Regions from separate parts of the Gossypium hirsutum genome. Here region 1 is linked to region 2. A link is a contact called in public Hi-C data. All regions are on one chromosome and are shown on one strand. The core of a region is the stretch at or near the end of the contact, and the rest is flanking DNA. Distances in the headings are between cores, read along the strand shown.

Region 1 (7,379 bases), core at 4,565-7,064, 330 kb after region 2:
TTGCCTGATTAAGCCTTTTGATTAAGTTGCTGAATTATTTCTTTTTATTTAAATAAAAAAAGAGGAAAAAAAAGAAAAAAAACATATATAGTTATTTAGTTCTTTGTTAATTAAGCTTGAGCAGTTAAATTCATATTTGATAAGAAGCTCGGGTTATTCTTGAATAGATTCGATTATTGTAATTATTTGTAATTCAGTATTTGTTATTTTTCTAGTTAGGTAATTTATCAATTCAATCTCGATTCTAACCCTCTTTTTCAGCCTTCCTCCACACCTTGAACCTAAGCCCCATTACAACATTTTAAAGACCTTTTGATTTGTGTATCATCTCATTTTATAGTGGTGGAGATTTGATTTTCATGTAAGCCTATGGTAATAACTTTCCATATTTGACTTTTGAGTGCTTAATTTTTGAACCTTAAACACTTTGAGTGATTTGAGTGAATCTCTAGTGAGGATGTCGATTCTTGTAGATTTTGAATTAAAGATAATCATTTAGATAAGGGGAAATACCTTTGTTTTCATGCTTTAAAATGTTTGACTTGGATTGTTTGAATCTTTAGTGCTCTTTTATTTGAATTATCAATGTATGATTATTTTTGAATTATGACAAAACATTATTGATGAGAATTATTAGTTGAGAAAGTTTAATTTTAATTGTGAATTGAAGATTTTGCTTGAGGACAAGCAAACGCTTAAGTGTGGGGATATTTGATAAACCACGCTTAAGTGTGGGGATATTTGATATACCATAAAAGTAACATGTTTTAATCTCATACTTGGCATGTTTTTGGATGATTTATTATGTGAATTAGTGAATTTGATGCTCCTAATCCTTTAAATTTATGTTTTTATACTTAGGTGAGCATAGGGAAGTGAAAGGAGCGAAAAAGAGGCCAAAATCAAACAAAAAGAGCTGTTTTCAGGGACCATACGGCTTGGGCATTTTCACACGGGCTAGCCACACGCCCATGTGCCAACTCATGTCAATTTTGAAACCCTGCTTCTCTTTTACACAGAAAAACCCAATTTTTAGAGTTTCTGAGCATTCTAAAGTTTATAAATACATATTAGAATAGGACTAAAGGGAGTACGCGGAGTAGAACGAAGAAATTACTCAAAGAACGCTGCTGAAATCAACTTAGAAGCAAATCTCCTTCAAGATTGAAGATCTCCATTCAAATTTCCTTTAGAGTTTTATTGGGTTTCTTATGTCTTATTGTTATTCTAATTTTGAGATGTTTCCCTCCTAGATTATAAACTAAATTTCCTAGACACCTAGGGAAGATGAAACCTATGATGTATCTTATTATTTGATTTTCTGAATTATATGATAAATACTTGATTCTTGTTCTCAATTATGTATGCTTATTTATTGCTTTAATATTTTCAGGATATTAATTCAAGTGTGATGTGCTTATTTCAGTGGAGCAAAAGTCCTTATTTAAGAGTAGATCTGGCATAACTGAGTGGAGTTGCATGTAATCCTTGAAATAGAATGGCATAAATCTACCAGATTAGAGTCAAATCTAATAAGGGAATCCATAGATCGAGTTAATGCGACAATGGGGGTTTTAACTAGAAAGAGATTTCAATTAATCAACCTAGAGTTAGTTGTTCTTACTCTCGAAAGAGATATCAACATAATTTAGGGATTTCTACGGATCAAGGCACAAGTGAATAAATTTTTTAATTCAGATTCAGAATAATAAGTGAAGTCTAAATGGATTCTTTCCTGGGTATTGTCTATCTCATTGGTTTTCTTCAAATATTTTCTCAATTCGCTCTCTGTCGCGTTCTTAGTAATTAGTTTAGTTAATTTTTGATTAAAAACATCCTCTTTAATTTATAGGCTAGATAAGAAAAAGATAGTAATTACTAGTACTTTTAGTCCTCGTAGATACGATATTCTCGACTCACCATAACTATACTACTATTCGATAGGTGCGTTTGCCTTTATCGTAATTTTAGTTAGTTTAGTGACTCATCAACAAGGAAGTACTTCAAGGATCGTACCTAAAGGAGGACAAATTAAATCATAAATATTAAAAATTATATTATGATAAACAATAAAAGAGATAACAAGCGTAAACTAAATCAAATGAATTAAATAAACAGAAAATAACCAAATAACTAAATCATAATAACAAGTAGAAGATTAACTCGTTTCAGTGGTTGTAATTAACTTCAAAATTTCAGTTTAAATGAAATTAGCTATTAATTAACTAGTATTACCTCTTCGCATCTACTAATTAACTAATCGATAGGTACTCGCTTATCTTTTGACCTCACTTTTTCCACCGGGATAAATTATGATTTACTCGGCAAACTTATCTCCCGACCTCATTTAACCTAAATTACTTCTTAGAGTCATCAATCCTAGGGTTTAGGTATACATAATTTAAAACCAGCTAATCTTTATGGGAAACCCACATTCCTCCGTTAACAACTCCCATATCCACTCGTTAATCTCCCTAGAGACTTTGCCTTTCATGGATTTGGACACCATAACTCTTAGATTTAATTTAACATGGAAAAGAACACAAATAAATTAAAGTAAGAGAAAGGGTAAGAAATTGCTTAGTTGATTGAAGCGGATGTGCTCGGAGTTGTGAAATCTTTCGATAGTTAACTAATCTTGATGTTTGCAAAAGAACAATGAAATAAAACTGCTGAATACTTTAATAGAAAAGACTTAGGTTCGATTGAACCTAGTCAAAAAGAAAAAAGTATGTCGAAATGGAAAATAAAATGAACTAAAACCTAAATCTACTAACTACGGCTCCTAAAGGCTTGTTTACATATTAGCAATAGCCTAACCCTAATTAGGTCTATTACAGGCCATAATCTCGGAAAATATTGATTACACGAACGATTTTAGCCTTTTTGATTCTTGCCTTCCACGTTTAAACCTGTGTCGCGACACAACACCGTTATCTTTAACTTGGAGTTTTAGTTTCATGTGTTACGTCTCAAGAAACTTGTGCTACCCTCGAGTGTCGTCCATAAGGCTGTTGGATTGCTAAATACACATCCTGCACACTCAATTAAACATACAAAACTATCTAAGGCTTGAATTGGCGTAATAGGTTAACTAACATCAATTCTTTCATAAAAATGTTTATTTTGCACATAATTAAGTCTAAACTACGAAAGCTAAAAATGCTATAATTAAACATAAAACTACAAAATAAATAAAGCTCTTTAAGTGCTGAAATGTACTAAAACTACCACTATGTTTGGCGGTAGGTCAAGGGCCAATATAGATAAATGATGAATGAATGAATTCGGTTCGAAAATGAAATGTGTTGTGATCAAATGTTCAACATTGAATGGATTTGTAGCTTTAATGATATTGATATGCTGGTATGATAAGTTCATTTAGCTTTGTTAATTGAACTATATTTAGATAGGTCAAATGATGCATTGGTACTTTGGTAGCATATTTATTTATATACATATATGTTATTACATTGAATGAGATTTAGCATGAGTTGTATATATACATTGGTTGACATTAGAATTCAAATTAATTGTATGCATATGATTGTAACCTATGTTATATTTACTTGAATCATGGAAATACCATAGACCATTATTGCTTAGCGTATGGTTTGTTTTTCCCCTGTGTAGGTATAGGTACATTTAGAGGTCCCAAGTAGTAACTCCGGCATCCAGCCAAGTGTCCTTGACTCATCAATGTTTGTAAAGTCTTTTTGTTTGTTAAACAGTTAGGCTAAATCAGATTGTTGATATAATAGATAGTTATGTTTATATTTGAAGCTTAAAATGGTAATGTAGAAATGGCTAAATAGTTTATTTGCATATGTGAATATAATACGTTGATGAATTGTATGAAAAGTTGGCATACTTATGGTTTATAAGGGAAATGCATATGCCAATTGTGTAAATGAATGTTGAATGGCACAAGTGCCTATGTTAGCAAATAAGTTTAAGTAATGTATACATATATATATGATGAGATATGTTGAGAATGTATGTTGGAAATGGTATTAATGGTTTTGAATATTGGTATTGAGCATATTGAATTGTATTGACAAGTTAAATAGGTACCAAATTGGAGTTTGTTGTAAAACAAGGGTCATGTCGTGATATCAGTCCTTTAATGTTGTGATGAGATCAAGTCAGTATGTTGCGTCACGACAAGGAACCCTCAACTCCGCTACATCAACCTGATATTTTAAATTTTTTATAATTTGGTCTTAATTCTACCTCGGGTTTGAAATAAAGCTTCCATAAGCTCATATACGACTCAAAAACGAATGTATATCATATCATATGTATGTATTGTTTGAAATTTAACCATTTATTGGTATAAATCAACTGTAGTTTGATCGTAGTTGCTCCGACAATGAATGTGACACCTTGTAGCTTGGACCTAACGATCGGATTGGGTATCAGGGTGTTACATGGATGGCAACATGTCATCATTGAATCAAATTGCTTTTATACAATCAAAATGCTTAATGGAAAGATCTCAACGTCTTTGGAAGTTTCAACATTTATCTCCAATATCCTATTGATGGTTTCTTCAGTTTCAAATGTTCTTTTTAGCCGTGTGATTTGACCTAATAATCAAATAGCTGATTGGATTGCTAAGAAACAATATTTTATTCTTGTCGGATAAATTGGGTATTTCGTATTACAACTGAATTTATTTATTTTTTGTAATTCCTTTACTTTCAATGATTTTTCATAGTTTGAACAACAACAAGAAGAAAAAAAACCCTTAAAAATATAACATTTGATACATGAACTTGACATTTTTTTTTTAAATTTGATACCTAAGTTCTTTTGGCCCAATTTGATATTAAACGTGACTCTTTTTCTTAAGTGGTTACCTAGCTTTTTTGACCCAAATCAGTACTTGAACGTCAATGCTTTTCCTAATTTGGTATCTAAACTTGTAAAATGTTATACAAATTACCCTAATGTTAGTTTTTCATGAGGGAACAAAAATAGCTAATGTATGATTGACATCTGATAGATGACAACAAGTTTAATGGTAAGAGTTATTACATTTATTTGGAGTTTCTTCTGTTGCATTAAACAATATGCTCAAAGTTTAGTTTTTATTGAGGTTGAGATTACTTTGATTGTTATTGGTAAGAATGATTCAGAATCGATTACATGCTTAAAGAATGTCTTAATCTTTACAAAGTCCTTAATTCCCTAAAAATATCGGCACTATAAGAGGTAATTCATGTTACAAATTGTGCTCTGAATTGTTCTTCACAAATTAATACTGAAGAAGAAAATAAGAGTTTTAAAAAATAAAATAAAAGAAATTCATTAGGTTAAATGTAAAATTTTAAAATAAAGTAATTAAACATTTAAAATATAAAAATTTTTGTCATTTATCACATATCGATCATACATTTTGAATATCATTGCTACTTCATAGAAAAATATTGTTAATATATTGATGTAATTTTATATATTGTTTGACAAGTTTAAGTACTAAATTAGACAAAAACAAGTTAAGTATGAAATAAGAAAAAAAAACTAAATTAAACAAAGAGAATTAGTTACCAAATTAAGAAAAAAATTGATGTTGATACACCAAATTAAAAGAATATTTCAAGTTAATATTATATTAAACAAAATTAAACAGCGAAGCCTAGTCGTAATGGTGGGGCTTTAAACTTGGCTGCAGAGCCGTTACTTAATTACTACAAACAAATGTCTATAACTGCCCAATGAAATCCTGCCATGTCACGTCCAACCAATAAATAAGCCGAATATCCTCCTTGCAAATTTAACCCAATATTTACGACTGACTGGACTTACAAATGCCAATTTGACCGCTCTGCTCTCATTTTTATCAAGTAGAAAAAGAGACTCCGTTTTCTCGGTCTCTCAGATCCAATTCTCCGTTTCTTCCTCTTTCTTAGATCTCCGAATTCCAGCATTTGGATCTTCTCTTTCACATTCTTTAAGCTTGCTAAAAGAGAAAAAAAAGAAAAACAGTACGGTTTAATTCTGAATAGTGCTATTTTGGTGATCGATTTAATTGCAGCATTTGGTTTAGTTTCTATTCCATCTGTTTCGACCTCTCTACTAGAGTTTCCTACCTTAATACGATCATGAATCCTTTTTCTTCCGGTACTTGTCTAAGGTGAGCACCAATTCCTACTGTTACCCGTTTCTTATTTTACTTCTCCTTTTTCCTTTTAATTGGAAGATCAGATCAACAACTCATGAGTTTGTTTATTTGAGTGGACTGGAGTTGTGACTAAAATTTAAAAGAGCTGTATTTTTTAATACCGTGATTAGAATTTCGGGAGTTCAGTTGTGGTTCGTGCAACTTAAAAGATGATTGGGTATGTATTTAGAGCTAAGTGTAATCTGTTAGCCTGTTTGGGGTTTTCATAATTTGGTTCTTCTGATTATCTTTTGTTTTCCTTTTTATTATCTCGAGTTAGTTGCAACTTGCATCTATTAATGAAATTGTAGAAATGTGTCATACCCATTTAATAATTGGTTTGAAAGTAGCTTGATCTTCTTTTTTTGAAATGTTGATAATATTAAATGATGCACTAAATAGCATTGTTGTTAGGAGGTACCATTATATAGATGGCAACTAAAACGTTGACTGGTTTGGTCACGCAAGTCTTACTGTCTCTAGTCTTGCATTATATGTAGCATCGTTAAGGCATCCACAAGGGTGCGCATGCACCCTGCGCCTTAACACTAGATAGCAAACAAAAGTGCCTCGAACCCTTTTAGGTGAGATGCATGCCTGGTGCACCTAGACACACTTTTTGTAAAATGGCAGGCATAGAAAATGCACATGTAGTTTATATACATATTAATTGAAAATGGTTTAAACTTACTTCTCCAATGCAGGGACATGATACGGGCTATACGTGCATGCAAAACTGCAGCAGAAGAACGTGCTGTTGTAAGGAAAGAGTGTGCTGCTATTCGTGCTTCAATTAATGAAGATGATCAAGATTATAGGCACCGTAACCTGGCAAAACTCATGTTCATTCAGATGCTTGGATATCCCACTCATTTTGGCCAAATGGAGTGCTTGAAGTTGATTGCATCTGCTGGATTTCCAGAGAAGAGGATAGGATATCTTGGTCTTATGTTGCTTCTTGATGAAAGAGAAGAAGTTCTCATGTTGGTCACAAACTCATTAAAGCAGTATCTTTTGCGTGGATTCTTCTCAAGCTTATTTTGTTCCCATTTCCTTTTCCCTTTTATCAGTTCTGTTCTGGGTTAATATTGTTGTGCCTGATAGGGTTGTATTACAAGTGTAAAAATAAGAAAATGGAGAGATTTGCTTTACTTGCAGGAACCTTAATTTATATGCAGAGATCTGAACCATTCAAACCAGTACATTGTAGGAC
Region 2 (7,676 bases), core at 1,301-3,800:
TACAACGAATGGAATGCGTTTTACATCATTGTATTACAGTCTTGCGACCTTATTATGAACAAACCCTAAAAAAAATTGAAATGCTAAATTACTGTTGTTTTTCACTCAGCTTCATAAAAAAAGGCAGAAGCTGAGTGGATTAGCTCTTCAAAAAACCGAGCTAATAAAAGGAAACAAGCGATGTACACACTTATCTGTATTTACATGGAAATATTTCAGGAATAAATTGGATTACGGATTACCATACGTGAACGAATTGTTCTCGGGGAAGAACTGGAGTCACTGAAGCTGAGGAGCTGTTGTTTTCATAAAACTGGTGCAGAATCTTGATGATTGCACTGGCCTTTTTGCTAGCTCGAGATGTACCTTCACTAAGTTGGGAATACAAGGATCCCATAAGAGAAGGAATCTTCACCAAACGAGCAACCACATCTAGTCCGCCATTGACACACAGAGCCAACAGCATGGAAACGCAGTACTCCTTCCCTGTTCTTGAAGTGCAGGTATCTAAGATCCCTACTAACAATTGCAAGGCACCACGGCGTAAAATTGCGACTGTGCCATCAATTTTCTCTGCTAGAGTAGCTAAAATGGCTAGAGAATCAGTTACGAGATCTTCTCTTTCTGAATCTCTCAAAAGATTGAGCAACAAAGGAACAACCCCAGATGCAAGAAGCCTCCAATGGTTCTCGGGATGCACTAGAAGCCCAAAAATAGCAACCAATGCATTCCTCTTGCAGTGATGGTTTTCATTCTTAACCAACTCTACTAATCCTGCAATAGCCTCAGGATTTTCACCGATCAGAACCCTGTTCTCCTCAACTGAAGCAAGATAATACAACGTAGCAGCCGCATGTTGTTGAGCTTCAATTTTAAGTCCCTTTCTTAAAACATGGACGATCAAATCCAACCCTTCATTCTCCACTATAACACATTTGCCTTTTGAATGCTTGGAAAGATTCAAGAGAGCAGCAATGGAATTTTCTTGGGTGTTGGAATCTTCAGATAACAACAGCTTCAATAAATGTGGGATCGTGCCGGATTCAACCAAACAAGACCTGTTAAAAATGCTTGTTTTAGTAAGAACCCGAATCTCAAATGCCGCCTTGTTCATCTCTTCACCACTTCCATTAACAAGTTTGTTAATGAGAAAACCAGCCAACATCTTCATTGCACCTTCACCGGCTGAACTCCCCGCCATTACTGTCCTCGAAATATCACGATTCTTTCCCCTAGAAACGACGACTGGGATGCCGTTTTCAGCACAATATTGTTGGATCAACCCTTTCAAGACAAGATTGGGAACCAATTCCGTACTGGTAAGCTTCTCGCCCGTCTTGGGACAAGTGGCATTCCCCGACCTGAACCATTTTAAAATCGAACAACGGTCGTAGGTGTGGCCCGATGATAAAGTTACTGGATCCGACATCATTTCTAACGAGATCGGACACTTGAGATCATCAACGTTGATTCCTTTAAGATCTTTGCTGATGTTGCTACACTGGCCATTGAGATGCTGACTTTCGAAGTCAACGGTGTCAAATATTACGCATCTGCAATAGCTCATGAATCCCATTAAGCTACACAGAAGCTCTAATTTTGTTTTGTTTTCTTCATTGGAAAACTCGGTTCCGATTTCTGAATCCAAGAATTTCACTTCCTTGTTACAACTGCTCCATTTATCAATCCCGAGATGGTCCAAGATCCGTCTGATCTCAATCGGATCAGGTGCGATTCCTTCCTCGAAATGGTTCATGATCCGCATGAGATCTTTCACGGCCTTTTTATCATCCGGGTCGGGATCGAATGAAGCTTTCCTAACTTGTCTTATGATTAACTCAACCAAATCCTTGGCTTCATTTGACATGTCAACGGTTGAAAGAGGGAAAACATCCAGACCCGTAGCCAGGCCCCGGATCACGATCCGGAATTGGTTCGCAGCCCAATCCGAACTCACTAGCATCCACGCTCGAGTCCCGTCGCGGGTGCAGTCTTCCAGAAGGCATCGAATTTTCTGGAAAGTCAGATGGAGCTCGGACAAGCTGAGGATGACCGGATGAGGTAGATCCGACGTCGTATCTCGGATCTCCTGGAGGAAAAGAAGAATGTTCGCGATTTGACGAAACGTTTCCCGCGCATTTCTCTTGTTGACGGAGAAAACCTTGGATTTGTAACTGCAAATGTCTCCACCAAGATCGATCAGCGAGTTTAGAAGAGTTGAAGGAGAAATGGAATCGCAAGGATGTATTGCCGGGCATGTCAGAATCCGGCGACCCGACCCACTCGATTTTTGGATCATTTACCAGATATTTCAAGAAAAACAAAAACAAAGGAGATAAAAACAAAAAAGTTTGATTTTGACTTTAGCGTTTAGATTTTTGAGTTTTTGATTTTGGCTTCTGGGGTCTACTATATATAAAAGGAAGGAGAAAGGGACTTGGGATATGTCGGCTTGGACACGTGTAATAACTTTGGCTGTACATGGCACGTGCAGATGAGAAAGGCTACTTCGTAGATAGTTTAGAGCAGTGGATAAGCAAATGGTGAGGTGACACGTGGTCGTAAAATACGGTACGAAGGTACGTGATGAGAGGGAGCCGACATGGGATGGCTCATATAACGTGGAATTAAGCTAAAATAAATCATTTAGCCTTTTATTATTATTATTATTTATAAAAAAATTTGGACTTGGTAATGAATTATTGTGAACCTAATTACACCAATTATTATCATTAAAAAATTGCACCATTATTAACATTATTGTATTTAGAATATTTTATTATTTATATTAAATATTGAGTTTGTGGCAAATGACACTCATCAATCACACCCTAATTTAGTTGTAAAATTATCAAATTTTTTTATAAAATAAAAAATGATATTATAAAGGTGTTTATATCTTTTTATATTTTTATATATAATTTTAAAAAAATACACAATGTTTATATCTTTTTATATTTTTATATATAATTTTAAAAAATACACAATAATAAAATTTAAACTTAAGACATTATAATTTTCAATATATCAACTTTATCATTTTAAATAAAGTTTGAATTTTTTATTATTATCAATTTTTATAAATATATTTGTTGAATAATTTCTTACTTGCATAATGAGGGTGATCATAAATATGTGTTTGACTTAATTATTAGTGTGTTTCTATTTTGATCACCTATGTTTAAAAAAAATTTAATTTAATCATTAATGTTATTGTCAATTAATTTTTTGTTCAATACTGATGTGACTTTTTTTATTAACACAATAACTAAATTAATCCACTAATAGTTACAGATTCTATCAAATTGTCCTTAATTTTGGAATCTCTTAATCCAATTCTTAGAGTACGTTTGGTTCACTGTAATTGAATAGGGCTGTAATTGAATAGGGTTGTAATTGAATAAAGCTGTAATAAGTAATTCAACTGTTTGGTTGAATGGAATGGAATGGAATAGAACTGTAATAGTATTTTTGTGTTTGGTTGAATGGAATGATGTTGTAATAGCATAAGGAAAAAACTAAAATGACCAGAATACCCTTAGCAGAATTTTTGTTAATGTAGATGATTATTGTTATTGTTATTAAATTTTAATAAGATTATTATTAAAAATAATTTAATAAAAATAATAAATAGTTTAACCATATTTTAACATAATTATTATTAAATATAATTTAATAAAAAAATATAATTTAATAACATTCATTATCTAATTATTATTATATGAATTAAAAAATCAAAATATATAATACTATAAAAAAATATATAATCTACTTTATTATTTTTAAACTGCAATACATATTTAGACTCCGTTTGTTTGTCAGTAAAATATTTTCTGAAAAATAATTTATAAAAGTTGTTTTAAATTAAACAAATATATATTTAAGAATTTATTATATTTTCATTGTTTATTTGAGTTTATTATATATATATATATATATAAATTTATATTTTAAATTGTTTTTACATATATTGCAATGTTTTATTTATGGATAAACTATAAAAATAGTCACTTTTATTTACCTCGGGTTACATTTTAGTCACTTATATTTGAAATGTTACGTTTTAGACATTTATGTTATTATTATCTCCCTAATGGTAATCCTACGTGGCAGTCCAACTAGATTTTAAGTATATCTGTTAATACATACTTTATCCAGCTAAATTATACAGTTTTCTATTAATACATACTTCATCCGACTAAATTATACAATTTTTACTCAAATGCATAATTTAGCCGGATGAAGTATGTATTAACAGTTTTCACTCAAATTCATAAGTTTGATACTCATTACCAGGCGACATTAGTCAATCAAGAATCAAACCAAAAGAAAAAACAACAGGTGCCTTTAGTTTCATAAGCCAAGGAAACAAAGAAATATATCAGAGACCCATAACAAATTTTGACAATTAAAGATGACCATGAGAAGAGTTATGAAGTTTCATACAAGAAGAATTATGAAATTATGAGGAAGGAGAAATAGAAAACATGAGATGAAATAAAAAAAGAAAACTTACAGGAGATGAAGTTGAAGGGCGAATGTGTTGTTGATTTGGGGAAAACTGTTGGAAGAAATCTGGAGCAAGGGAGAAAAAGTAGGCTATTTTGGAGAGAAATTTTACGTGTGTGGTGTTGAATAGCAATTCAGAGCCCCCACCCCGGAATACCTATTACAGCATTTGAGGGAATATGACTGTAATAGCAAAGTTATGGAATAAGTAAACGCTGAACCAAACGGTGTAATAACAAAAAAATACTGTAGCACGTGGAATTGGGCAGGAATGGAATAGCTATTCCATCCAACCAAACGTGCTGTTAATGTTAATCACCTCTCTTTGCTCCAAACCTTTAGTTGTAATGGAGAGAAAGTGGGGAACTTTTTCTAATGGGCCGCCAACACTACCCTGTTTCCCCATGTTTTTCTTCCATGGCTAATTGATGGAGAGAACCATTACAGATCAATGATTTGGATCTCTAGATCTGTATAAAATTTTCAAATTTTCTCAAAATTCCATTACTATGTTTCAATTCATCTGAATCTATATATAATTATATTAAAAAATTAGTTATTGAGGTTAGAGAGTCTAAATTTATATAAATCTCGTTAAAAAATTTCATACTTCTTTATATAAAATCTAAATTTTATATCTTGTAATTGACAAGTACCACATATTTTTTCAATTTCAATAACAAATGGATGACTGATGAATTGACTTCTTACAAAAGGAATCTGACTGCAAATTGAATCCCAACACCACATTTATTTAGGATTTGTTTAGAATTGCTTTAAAAAAAAATACTTTTGACTTAGAAAATCGCTTATGGAGAAAAAATTGTATTAAATAAATTATTTTTTGTTGAATTTTTTTTGTTTTTCAAAAGTGCTTTTGAGAAGGAAAAACTTTTCCTCTACCAAAAGCACTTTTAGCGATTAATTACTTTTTCACTCATTCAATAATATAGTACTTTCCTCTTTTTGTTGTGCTTAATTACAAATATATTAAAATTATCAATTAAAAATAAAAAATTTAAAATAATACAAATGTGTTAATATCTAATTAAAAATATTTAATGGTTATATTTAATTATTTAAAATATAGTTTATATATTCTAATTAAATTTTATAAATAATTAATATTTATTGCTTAAAAATATTTAAAATTTATATTTCATAAATTAAAATAATAATAACAAGTTATAATAAATTATTTTTTATATTTTTACTAAAATATAATAGTATTAACTAATTTGAACATTAATTAAATACATATTTATTACTTGATAATACTATGTCTAAAATAGACATTTTATTTCTCAAAAACATTTTTTGACAGCAATGCTAAACACTCAAATCTTAAACAAAATTTTTCAAAAGCAATACTAAACTAACCCTTAGTAGCTAAAATACATGGGAGATCCTTGTACTACAAATACAAGATCAAATTAGTATTTCTATTATTAAATGGATTAAATTAGTCTTTATATTATTAAAAAAAATTAAATAAGTTTAAATTATAATAGAGTTAACATTTATTGTTTAAAAATATCAATTGTTGTTTAACATATTTAATATTATTAAAATTTTTATGATTTTGTAAATGAAATATTTTGTTTGAAATTAAACTCCAATTTTCAAGATATTTCTTATACAGTAAAATGTTAACTTTATTAAACAACAAATGATATTCTTTAAATAGTAAATGTTAATTCTCTCTCAATTTGGTCAAATTTGATTCTTTTTAATATTATAAAAATTAAATTAATCTATTTAATAATAGAGGAACTATTTGATCATATCCCTAAAGGTACCTCTCAACTACATTTACCTTAAATTATTTGTACAATTCATACAACTTACAATTATGTTAACCAACAAAATCAAATTGCATAAACAAATATAAGAAGAATTGTTTGATTATGTGCAACTTTATCTACTGCATAAGAGACATAGAAACTCAGAAAATTTGTCAATATCTAAATTTTTTGCTTATGAGAATTAAAATAGAAAATAACTTCTTCATTTTTTTTTTACATTTTCTCTCTTTTACAAAAATTCCTTGCACGTTTTGTAGTGCTAAACGATTTCAATACAAGACACGAGTTCTTATATTGGTAATGGAAAGAAGAATTATCAACAATTCATTCCAGATGAATTATATAATCTTTTTAATTTTCAATGAGACGAAGCTTTACCATTTCAAAAGTAAATAAAGGTCTATAAAAGTATATTCTTATTCTCATTATATTGTTTGGAGTTCAGTGAGATAAGGAATATGCATTTTCAAGGAACGCAGTATTTATAACTTTGGAGCATATGGGCAAATATATCATGATATTGATATTCCATCATTGACACCTGAACCAAACAATCCACGTTATTTTCAACTATATTTTTATGATATTAACAATAAGCTTCAAAGTAGAATGAGAATACTACAATAAGCCAATTTAAAAGCAGAAATTATAAAAGGGATCATGGGAATTCTTGAAGGAAATCCCTATGCCTAAATTCTGAGAAAATTCTCCACCAGCATGCTTCACTGGTCATAGTTAACCATCAATACGAGGAATGATTACTTGAACAAAGCTACTCTTTAAGGTACTAGGTGACAAAAATGAGACAAATCAAAACTAAATTTTTTTTGGGGGGGGGGGTTAACTGAGTCGATCTACATTCTAATCCTATTGTTGCATACACAAGTACAGAAAGAAAGGAAAAAGAGTCGTATGCTCAAAGTGAAGAGAAATGAACCGATGATTTTATTCCACATAGTTCCAACCTTTTTTAAGTATTATATTAGGTAAAAACAATAAAAAACAAATCAAAGAAAAAAAATCACAACATTGGTAATTCCTGATACTTTGTTATTCATTTAACTAATTTCATTCCAACAAATCTCAGCAAAGTCAACATTTGATATAAAGATGGCAAATGAACAAAAATAAGACGAATGATGAAAAAATTATTCCCATAAAAGATGACGGATATATAAATATGGAAAGATGAAAAGAGAAAAAAGAGGATGATAATGAGAAGTTTATAAAAGTAATCAATGTAGAAAGAACAGTAGATTTCGAATGTGTTTTTCTTTTTCCGAGTGACATTTGAATAGAATATTTTATAATTTTTATTTAATTTTTTATTTAAAAAGATAAAAAATAGATATTAATTGAGTT

What was found. A called contact is a pair of places that touch in the nucleus more often than the background predicts.
Region 1: a contact with region 2 is called in a Hi-C map of leaf, with 2.1 times the contacts expected there. The contact joins the promoter of LOC107942723 here to the promoter of LOC107886666 in region 2. A contact is called at or near these places in 4 of 34 Hi-C or Micro-C datasets (leaf and seedling).

Annotation. Positions count from the first base shown.
Region 1 is chrA03:99,743,634-99,751,012 of Gossypium_hirsutum_v2.1, forward strand. LOC107942723 (AP-1 complex subunit gamma-2) reads left to right here and starts at 5,815. Exons shown (of 18, transcript XM_041099890.1): 1 at 5,815-6,139; 2 at 6,871-7,173; 3 at 7,345-7,379. The coding sequence starts at 6,108.
Region 2 is chrA03:99,417,149-99,424,824 of Gossypium_hirsutum_v2.1, forward strand. It overlaps LOC107886666 (U-box domain-containing protein 19), which reads right to left and starts at 2,551. Exons shown (of 1, transcript XM_016810712.2): 1 at 1-2,551. The coding sequence starts at 2,299. The coding sequence ends at 239. It overlaps LOC107886667 (probable serine/threonine-protein kinase PBL22), which reads left to right. Exons shown (of 10, transcript XM_016810713.2): 10 at 1-28.